3 separate regions of the Sus scrofa genome follow, and regions 1 and 3 are each linked to region 2. A link is a contact called in public HiChIP or PLAC-seq data. All regions are on one chromosome and are shown on one strand. Each heading gives the region's core, a stretch centred on a gene start, on an enhancer-like site or on the middle of the called end of the contact. The rest is flanking DNA. Distances are from core to core; before and after follow the strand shown.

Region 1 (2,700 bases), core at 165-2,664, 88 kb after region 2:
CCCAGCCTGTTTTCTTGAGCAGACTTGAGGACAGTGTTCCACCACTCTCTCCACTTATCCTGGCGACTGCTTCCTGGACCCCAGGCTTAGCAAGCGGTAAAGTGTGAAGTTTCTTTCAGTTACTCAACAGGTATGTGAGAAGCTGCTGTGGCAGGAACAACCTGGAAGAAGAACGAAATAAAAGGCAAAGAAGCAGGATTTGGAAATGGCTCTGTACCCCTTAATCATTCCTAAGCACAGTTCTACAGCTAACCAGCCCACCACTGAAGGCAGATTCCACAGGGAACACAGAAGTCACCCTAGACTTTATCCCAAATGAGAAGCTGCTTCCTACATGCAGCTTTGAAATAGGCAGCCGAGACACAAACCCCAGAAAAGGCTTCCTTTGAGAAGAAATGAACAATTAGTATATATACTTAGGATATCCATTCACATGAAGCAAATATGCTGGATAGTCAATTCCCTAAAGCAGTTTCCTAATAATTTCCTATTTCCAAACCCAACTTTAATGGTCTGAAGAAGCAAGGCTATAGGCCACACTAATGCTAAGAATATAAAGAATTTTAAAGTGAAGACTCTTTGCCGTGCTATAGAAAATTGACAGAACAGTGTAAGCCAGCTATAATGGAAAAAATTAAAATCATTAAAAACACTTTTTTAAATTAAAAAAAATTTCAAGGTGAAATGATCAAGAATATGTTTAAGTTTATTCAACATGAGATAGAGAAGCTGCTGTAAAATAATTTAAATATAGCCTACATTTCACACACAAACCATATTTTCATGTTTTTTTCCTTAAGGGGAAAGGAAACCTGTATTGGTCAATTCCAGGTACAACATGAGTTAATCAGTCATTCATAAAAGTCAACGTAGTAAAAAAAAGTTTCATCAATAAACTTTTCGGCAAAAGGCCTTTAAGTATGTCAGCTGCTTTTCTTGTCTTCTCCAACTGGTCACTGAGTTCACAGCCTTAAAATATAAGACTGGATAGAGGTAAATTCATCCTGCCACAAATCACAGAGCATGCTGCCTGTCACTATCCTAGAGGCCCTCCTGATTCACCCTTTTCCACCTCTGCCTGCCCCCTACCACCACTTCTCAAAGCAAATGTGCTCTCTGGGAATGTGGCTCCTCGCCAGTTCCTTGGAGAAGAAGTCTGTCATCGGAGGTGGGCCACAAAGGTAGAACAAGGTCTCTTTCGAAATATGATCTCTTATCTCCTTCTCCGTTAGTCTTCCTTCTACCAAAAAACAGAACAGACACTAGATTAAGCCAGCCATGTTTGTATTAAAAAGAGGAAAGGCTAACCACAACTTGGCAACAGTGTTTATTTTCAATAACTAAGCTCAGGGGGTTGCGTCCTGAGTCATCCACGAACTGGCTCTTGTTGGTGTCCAGGCCAGACCGAAGCAGAAGCGTGTCTCCAGGTTTCCTGAATTCACAGCAGCGCTGTGGGCAGCCGAGCATGATGCACTATCCAGACAGCACCAGGGAGTGTGCTGATCTTTGGGAGAGATTCAAAACTGCCTTCAACAAAGTAAATAAACTGCTTTGTGAGAAACCCTTCCAAAAAAGGGAAACCATGAGAAATCTAAATGACTATTAATGGCAAATGGCACTGATGCAATCAAAGCTGACTATACGGTCTTTGTATGCATACTACAGTGATGATGCAAAGGTCCCTTAAAAAACATGGAGAATAAATTTTTAATATGGGCCATAGGAGCTCTATATGTAATAAGTAAATCCAACTAATCTCCCCGTATTTTTCCCTGATGAATCACTTCTCAATTCCCCAGGTAGTGATATTCCCAGCCAGTGACTTCCAACAATGAAGCATCTACTCAACCAACTGGCACAGCCACAAAATAATGGCATGGAGGTAGTCAAAATATCTTCAGGGGACTCACCCGTGATGTATGGCTTGAGGTCTGCACTGATTTGTGTAGTCTGCTTTGTAACATGCAAACTGCAGGCAATCTTCTCAGGAAATTCATTTACTAAATCGAGGATATTTTTCTGGAATGTCAAACATATTTGGTCACACTACAATTTTAAAAAATCAAAACAGATGTGCACCCCCTCGGACGCGGAGCCTCCCCTGCCATTCTGCACACGTCTACTGCCCCGGCTCTCCACTTAGAGATATTGTTTGCAGCCGAGCAGGCTGGAGCATTGCGAGTACGGAGGGCTCTGCGGCTTTAATTGAAATCTGAATATGCTAACAAGCATATTACTAACTCTCCGGGAGTTTTTTCTTTTTCCTTTCTCCCAAGTGTGGGCAATTAAGCAGCAGTTTCACTGACCACAGTTGTGTCTTTTAACTGTTTCTGTTCTTTTGTTCATCTTTGCAGCTGCAAAGAGTGAAAGCCTTCTCCCATCAAAGGGACTAGAGTTTCCACAGATGCAACTGATAAGGGTTTCACGTAGCCAGCTGGGTGCAATCTACTCCTGCACCATCAAACCCATTCGTAGGCCTCCTGACTCTCTGGGGAACCCCGGGGCCACAGTGGCTTTTCTGCTCGTCCACCTCCAGATCCGAGCCAGCCAGCCCTGGCCCTCCTGATACTTCCCCAAGAACCTCCTCAGCACTAGCTTTTTTAATTGTCTTGGGCAAGATGTGCTGTTTAATTCTCATATGAACATGATCCAGCCTTTCAAGCCTTTGGTTGTGAATTGCTGCAGAGAAGAGAGACGGAG
Region 2 (2,700 bases), core at 86-2,585:
TACCCACAGCATATTGGAAGTTCCCAGGCTAAGGGTCAAATCAGAGCTGCAGCTGCAGGCCTACACCACAGCCACAGCAATGGGGGATCCGAGCTGTGTCTGCGACCTACCCCACAGCTCGCGGCAACATTGGATCCTTAACCCACTGAGCGAGGCCAGGGATGGAACCCACATGCTCATGGATACTAGTAGGATTCGTTTCTGCTGTGCTATGTGCTGACCACATCGGGAACGCCTGAACCTCCTTTTTCAATCTCTCTTTGTTCCAGCTCCTTTTAGAACCTTTTTTCAGCTTCTAAGAAAAAAATGACTAATCAGGGCTACCATAGTATTTCAAATAGAGTCCACCCCAGCCCTTCATGGCCAAGTGCTTTGTTTTTCCATGCTTAAAAAAAAAAAACCAAAAAACCACGCCCTCCATCCCCAGTAGGGCCAGGGTTGGGGGGTGGGTGCTACCTTGAGGACAGGGAGCCTCTGCCAGCCTGAGAGACTTTGAGTTCAAACAGAAACATCCTACAGGGTGAGCTGTTTAAGCTGTTTTGGTTGTTGGGTGTCCCCCGCTTTGAAAGAATGTCCTGTTTACCCCGTTCTCATCATTCTGTCTCCCTCACAGATCCAGGAAGCTGCGAGTCAGGGCCTGAAATTCGTGGGGGTCATCCCTCAGTACCGCTGTTCTGGGGACTCAGCAGGCGGCAGTCCCCAGACGGAAGCCCAGGAAGTGACGATGGAGCCTGGCAGGTGTGGGCATGAGAACCTGGGGGCTACAGATGCACCCGAGGGGATGGACGGAAGCCCAGAGCCTGGTCAAGGTCCGAGAGGGGCGGCACCTGCTTCCCAGCCACCCAGCCCGCCCTTGGGAGAGCAGGATGGCGTGGACTCTCCATCGCAAGGACTCTCCATGAGCAGGACGCAGGATGGACCAGCCGGCAACCTGTCAGAAGAGCGTGGAGAGCCACGCTCGGGAAGTGAGTATGTCAACGCCAGAGCTCTGACCCACTTAAGGAGGGGTTGCTAGCTTTTCAGTAACCCTCCTTCAAACAGGAGAAACTGTCACGCAGTTTCCTTCCTGAAGCTGTGCCTTCCAGGGGGCAGAACGTCACGGCAGGGACTTGTCATTGCTCCAAAAGGTCACGTGTAAAGGAGATTCTAGAGCTTCTAGAGCGCTAGCGAGGTCTTTTATCCCCCGGGGCCCTTGCGCTGCCCCTGAGTGACCCATGTGAACACAGGAAGTGTGAACATGCTGGGCGCCAATGCAGAAACGGCCTTCCACTTTTGTTCTGCTTGTTTTGAATATCTGCCTAAAGAAGGAAATCAAGAAGCCAGCTGAGGACAAGTTGTGCAGGAAGGGGGGCGTGCAGCTCGCTCAGCCGTAAACAACTAGATTTCAGGGAGTGTGTGTAGTTGACAGATCAGCACCGTGACGAGGACTCTGCCAAAGAGAGGCCACCACTAAGTGATGCCTCTTAGCCACATTGTCACGGCCGTTGGAGCATGCCCTTTAGGGAGGGGATTTCAAATATCAGCACAAGAATGATAACAGCCAATGTTTATTAATATTTCCTGTGGACCAGGCCCTGTGCCAGCAAGCTTTCATAGGACTGTCTCTTCATTCTTCCTAGGATGTGGTTGAACTCTTGTGACATTGCCCATTTTACAGCCCAGTAAACTGAGGCCCATGCAGGCTCTCTGCCTGGTCTTCCCTGTGTAAGACTCAAATAGAGGAACAGGGTTGACTGAGGGGACAAAGTTTCTCTTGTATTTCCCTGTGATGCCCTTTCATCTTCCTTCTCCAGGAAATGTAGTGTCCAGCCATGTTCTGGGAGCCAGGCCCTGGTATGAGCTGCATGGCAGCCTCTTCTAGCTTTTGGAAGGTGATAAGTGACAAGACTCATAGGAGGAGGCCCCAGATCTTAGGAGGCCTTTCTCTTTGGACCTTTCTGGGTTTATCTCCCTGGTTAATATTACTATTTATGTACTAATTCTTTTTTTTTAACTGTAAAACTGTACTGTAAAAATTTTTTATTGAAATATAGTTGCTTTATGGTATCATGTTAGTTTCAGATATACAGCACACGACTCACAGTTATACATATACATATATATCTGTTCCTTTTCAGATTCTTTTCCCTTCTAAGTTATTACAAAATATTGAGAAGAGCTCCTTTGTGGTACAGTGGGTTAAGGATCTGGCATTGTCACTGCAGTGGCTCAGGTTGTTGCTGTGACACAGTTTTGATCCAAGGCCAGGGAACTTTCACATGCCAGGGCAAATAATAATAATAATAATGTGAGAAAAAAGAATGTATAAATATATGTGTAACTGGGTCATCATGCTGTACAGTAGAAAAAAAATAATGTATTGGGGAAATAAAATTTAAAAAAATACATAAATATATTATATAGTCCCCTGTGCTATATAGTAGGTCCTTGTTGGCTATCTATTTTATATATTAGTAGTATATCTGTTAATCCCAAATTCTTTAGTTTATCCCTCCCCCACCTCTCTTTCCCCTTGGGTAACTAAATTTGTTTTCTATATCTGTGAGTCTCTTTCTGTTTTGTAAATAATTTCATCTGTATCAATTTTTAGATTCTGTATGTAAGTAATATATGATATTTGTCTTCTCTGACTGACTTACTGATAGTCTCTAGGTCCATGCATGATGCTGCAAATGGCATTATTCCATTCTTTCTTATGGA
Region 3 (2,700 bases), core at 177-2,676, 110 kb after region 2:
CCACATAGCAGGAAGAACCCCAGAGACCCATCTCTGGTCTTCGCTGAAGGCTAGCTTCAGAGCATTCACTCATCCATTCAGAGGCGGGCCTGCAGCCTGCCCCAGAGTTTGGCAAGTGTCGGGGGAAAGAGCTCAGGAGTGTATCGTCATGGCCCAACCCCTATCCCAAGAGCCCAGTGGCAATCCTCTCCCTACCCCACGCAGCACTCTACTCTGACCATCCCAAGCACACAAGCTGCATCAGCCACAATCACACACTCCCTCTTTCCCTAATCCTTGCCTCGTCCCCCAAGTGCCAAGCGGAGGTGACTGTATATCAGACGATCTAGGAGAGCCTGGCACATAAGCCATCCCAGCAACAACGCTGAAGGAGCAATGCCACACCTCAGCAAAGGGCCATTCTGTAACCACAAAGTCACACATCCAAAGGGCTCACAGCTTCCAGAGTCGTAGAGTGAGTCAGTGGTGAGGGAATAATCTTTTAAAGAGGACAGTCCAGGCGCCAGGAGTGAGTGCTAAGGACACCTGGCAGGGAAATGGTCAATACTGACCAGCCAGAGGTGATCCGCCCCCATGTCAGGCATGTACTAAAACCAGCCCCAACATCAGGGAAGTCACCAAATCTATTCACTGATACGGGGTATGTAACACCAACCCCGAGTGATTTTATCTTGAGGATCACAACGGGACCCTATTTCTATGTGTATCACTAGGGAATGATGACATTTTTCTTCACAGTTTTTGCTAGTGCTAGTACAATTGCACGCACACCAGGGAAGCAGCAACATAACCAAGGCACAGGGTTTTTCTAATCAGGACACTGGGGTCAGAGTCTTGGCACAATCCTAAACTGAAGGCACGGAGCTAAGGGTGTGCACAGGACACAAACACTTTCCCAGAAGGGAAATGTGGAAAGAAAGATCATTACAATTAAAGTTTGCACTTTTCAGTGTAATAACAGCTAAACTAGTTTCGAAGGGTAAAAAACGTTGCCCACCCCCCCAAACCAGCCCAAATGCACTTAATATGTATCACCGAACATGTGCAAAGATTGCAGTAAATTGCTTCATGAACGCAAATTATTGCAATCAGCATCTTGTTTTCTAGTTCTAAATTCAAAGGCAAACTATTAACACAAGACTGCTAACTCTTGCTATTATCACACTTGCTATTATCACACATCCTCCTTCTAACAAAACCACATTTCCAGATGGACTGCCAAAATTAGTCAAGTGACTCCTAAGAAAGACTACCAAGACTGACATGCCAGAAATTCATTTAGAAATGAATGCTTTATTTAAATCAAGGAAACAGACACCCAAACACACCTTTCCTAAGGAAATACAAGTCACTTTATTTACAATTCAACTTGAATTGCAGCTCAGGGAGGCCATTCTCAGGAACAGTGGGACAGCTGGGCTGTCACCCTGGCAGCATACTGACTAGTCCTCAGAGTCCTGAGTGTGATGTGGGCTGGGCCAGATGGGGGGACCCTGATAATAAATTCAGCAAAATATTTCAACTCCACAAAATACAGTATGAGGGAGGCAGGAATTCGGGCCAGAGGGCAAGCAGCTCTGTGACAGAACTGGTTAGAAGAACCAGTTTCAGCCTGCTGTGTTTACTCTGTATTTCAGATTAGATTACTGCAGTGCATTCTATTATCCACTATCCACTCCTGAATCACCAGAGTTGTTGGGCTTCATCAGGGTCCTTGGCCACAACTAGCTGCTTTGTTTCAATCTGGAAAACTCAAGGCAGCAATTTTCTTCTTATGTCTAAGAGGGTCATGGGCTCAAAACCAAGGTGAGCTCTGGGACAAGAAAAGGAATCAGACTCTCTGTGACAAAAAAAAGCACAGCCTGAATGGAGACGCTCTAAGAATCCCTATGCCTCAGGAGAAACAGTGGCCACAGAAGTCCTTTCCAGAAGGAAAAATAAAGTTCTTATATCTGGCAGCACCCAGAACACACACAACACTTAGGAGACAGAAAAGCTACTTACCATTGGCCGGCTTTAAAAGAAAAATCTTTATCAGCAACAAGCAAGCGGAGCCTCTTCACAGATGGGGACTCATGGGCCACTCCACACACCTTAGCCACTGACACCACCTAGAGCCAAAGACGGTGGCTGAGGTTAGGTACACACAACTCAGGAACAAACTGTGGCTTTCTTATAACTAAGGTTTTTTTTTTTCTTTTGAAATCTACAAAGATGTGGTTTTTGATAATTGCAAAACAAGGTAAAGCACACTTTGCTTTAGAATTCTGCCTTCCACCAGGTGAACAAATTTCATTTAGGGGAGACTTGCTAGCCCACTGACTGAATTTTATTCTGCATAAAACATTTCCATGTCCTGGGCTGGGCCCTCTGGGAAGAACCAGGGCCCCAGAGACCTGTAAAGTCCCTGCCTGGAGCCCACCTGCTCTGTCAATGCTGTGCACGCAAATAAGAAAAGCTGATGTATGTTCTGAGCTTTGCCACAAGTCTTTGACAAGCTGAATTCAGAAATTAACTTTTTTTTTTTTTTTTTTTAGCAATTTCACAGTGTAACTTGTATGCCTGTTGACTCTAATGATAGACCACAAACTGGGTTTGTACTCCTTGTGCCTTTGTTTCTTTTCATTCATCCACTCATTTTGGCCATGCCTGTAGCATGCAAAGTTCCTGGGCCAGGATAAAATACACCCCACAGCAATG

Evidence for each region. HiChIP or PLAC-seq counts read pairs in DNA pulled down with a chosen protein or histone mark.
Region 1: an H3K27ac HiChIP or PLAC-seq map of alveolar macrophages shows a contact between it and region 2. The contact joins two enhancer-like sites. A contact is called at or near these places in 5 of 47 Hi-C or Micro-C datasets (alveolar macrophages, embryonic fibroblasts, epiblast stem cells and 2 more) and 2 of 2 datasets of contacts at active chromatin or transcription factors (alveolar macrophages and skeletal muscle).
Region 3: an H3K27ac HiChIP or PLAC-seq map of alveolar macrophages shows a contact between it and region 2. The contact joins two enhancer-like sites. A contact is called at or near these places in 4 of 47 Hi-C or Micro-C datasets (alveolar macrophages, epiblast stem cells, fetal skeletal muscle and 1 more) and 2 of 2 datasets of contacts at active chromatin or transcription factors (alveolar macrophages and skeletal muscle).

What each region holds. Positions count from the first base shown.
Region 1 is chr13:3,435,060-3,437,759 of Sscrofa11.1, reverse strand. It overlaps OXNAD1 (oxidoreductase NAD-binding domain-containing protein 1), which reads right to left. Exons shown (of 8, transcript XM_001925300.5): 7 at 1,911-2,019; 8 at 686-1,240. The coding sequence ends at 1,086. Among named protein-coding and RNA genes, the nearest start is that of OXNAD1, 41 kb to the right of the region's middle. Within about 2 kb of position 1,414, at least 22 of the 83 cell types and tissues checked have an H3K27ac peak or open chromatin away from gene starts, as enhancers often do. A contact at or near this core is called in alveolar macrophages, where this site is marked.
Region 2 is chr13:3,522,481-3,525,180 of Sscrofa11.1, reverse strand. It overlaps RFTN1 (raftlin), which reads left to right. Exons shown (of 10, transcript XM_021071357.1): 5 at 614-965. Among named protein-coding and RNA genes, the nearest start is that of TRNAE-UUC, 47 kb to the left of the region's middle. Within about 2 kb of position 1,335, at least 34 of the 83 cell types and tissues checked have an H3K27ac peak or open chromatin away from gene starts, as enhancers often do. A contact at or near this core is called in alveolar macrophages, where this site is marked.
Region 3 is chr13:3,416,852-3,419,551 of Sscrofa11.1, reverse strand. OXNAD1 (oxidoreductase NAD-binding domain-containing protein 1) reads right to left here. Exons shown (of 8, transcript XM_001925300.5): 4 at 2,005-2,111. Among named protein-coding and RNA genes, the nearest start is that of OXNAD1, 22 kb to the right of the region's middle. Within about 2 kb of position 1,426, at least 21 of the 83 cell types and tissues checked have an H3K27ac peak or open chromatin away from gene starts, as enhancers often do. A contact at or near this core is called in alveolar macrophages, where this site is marked.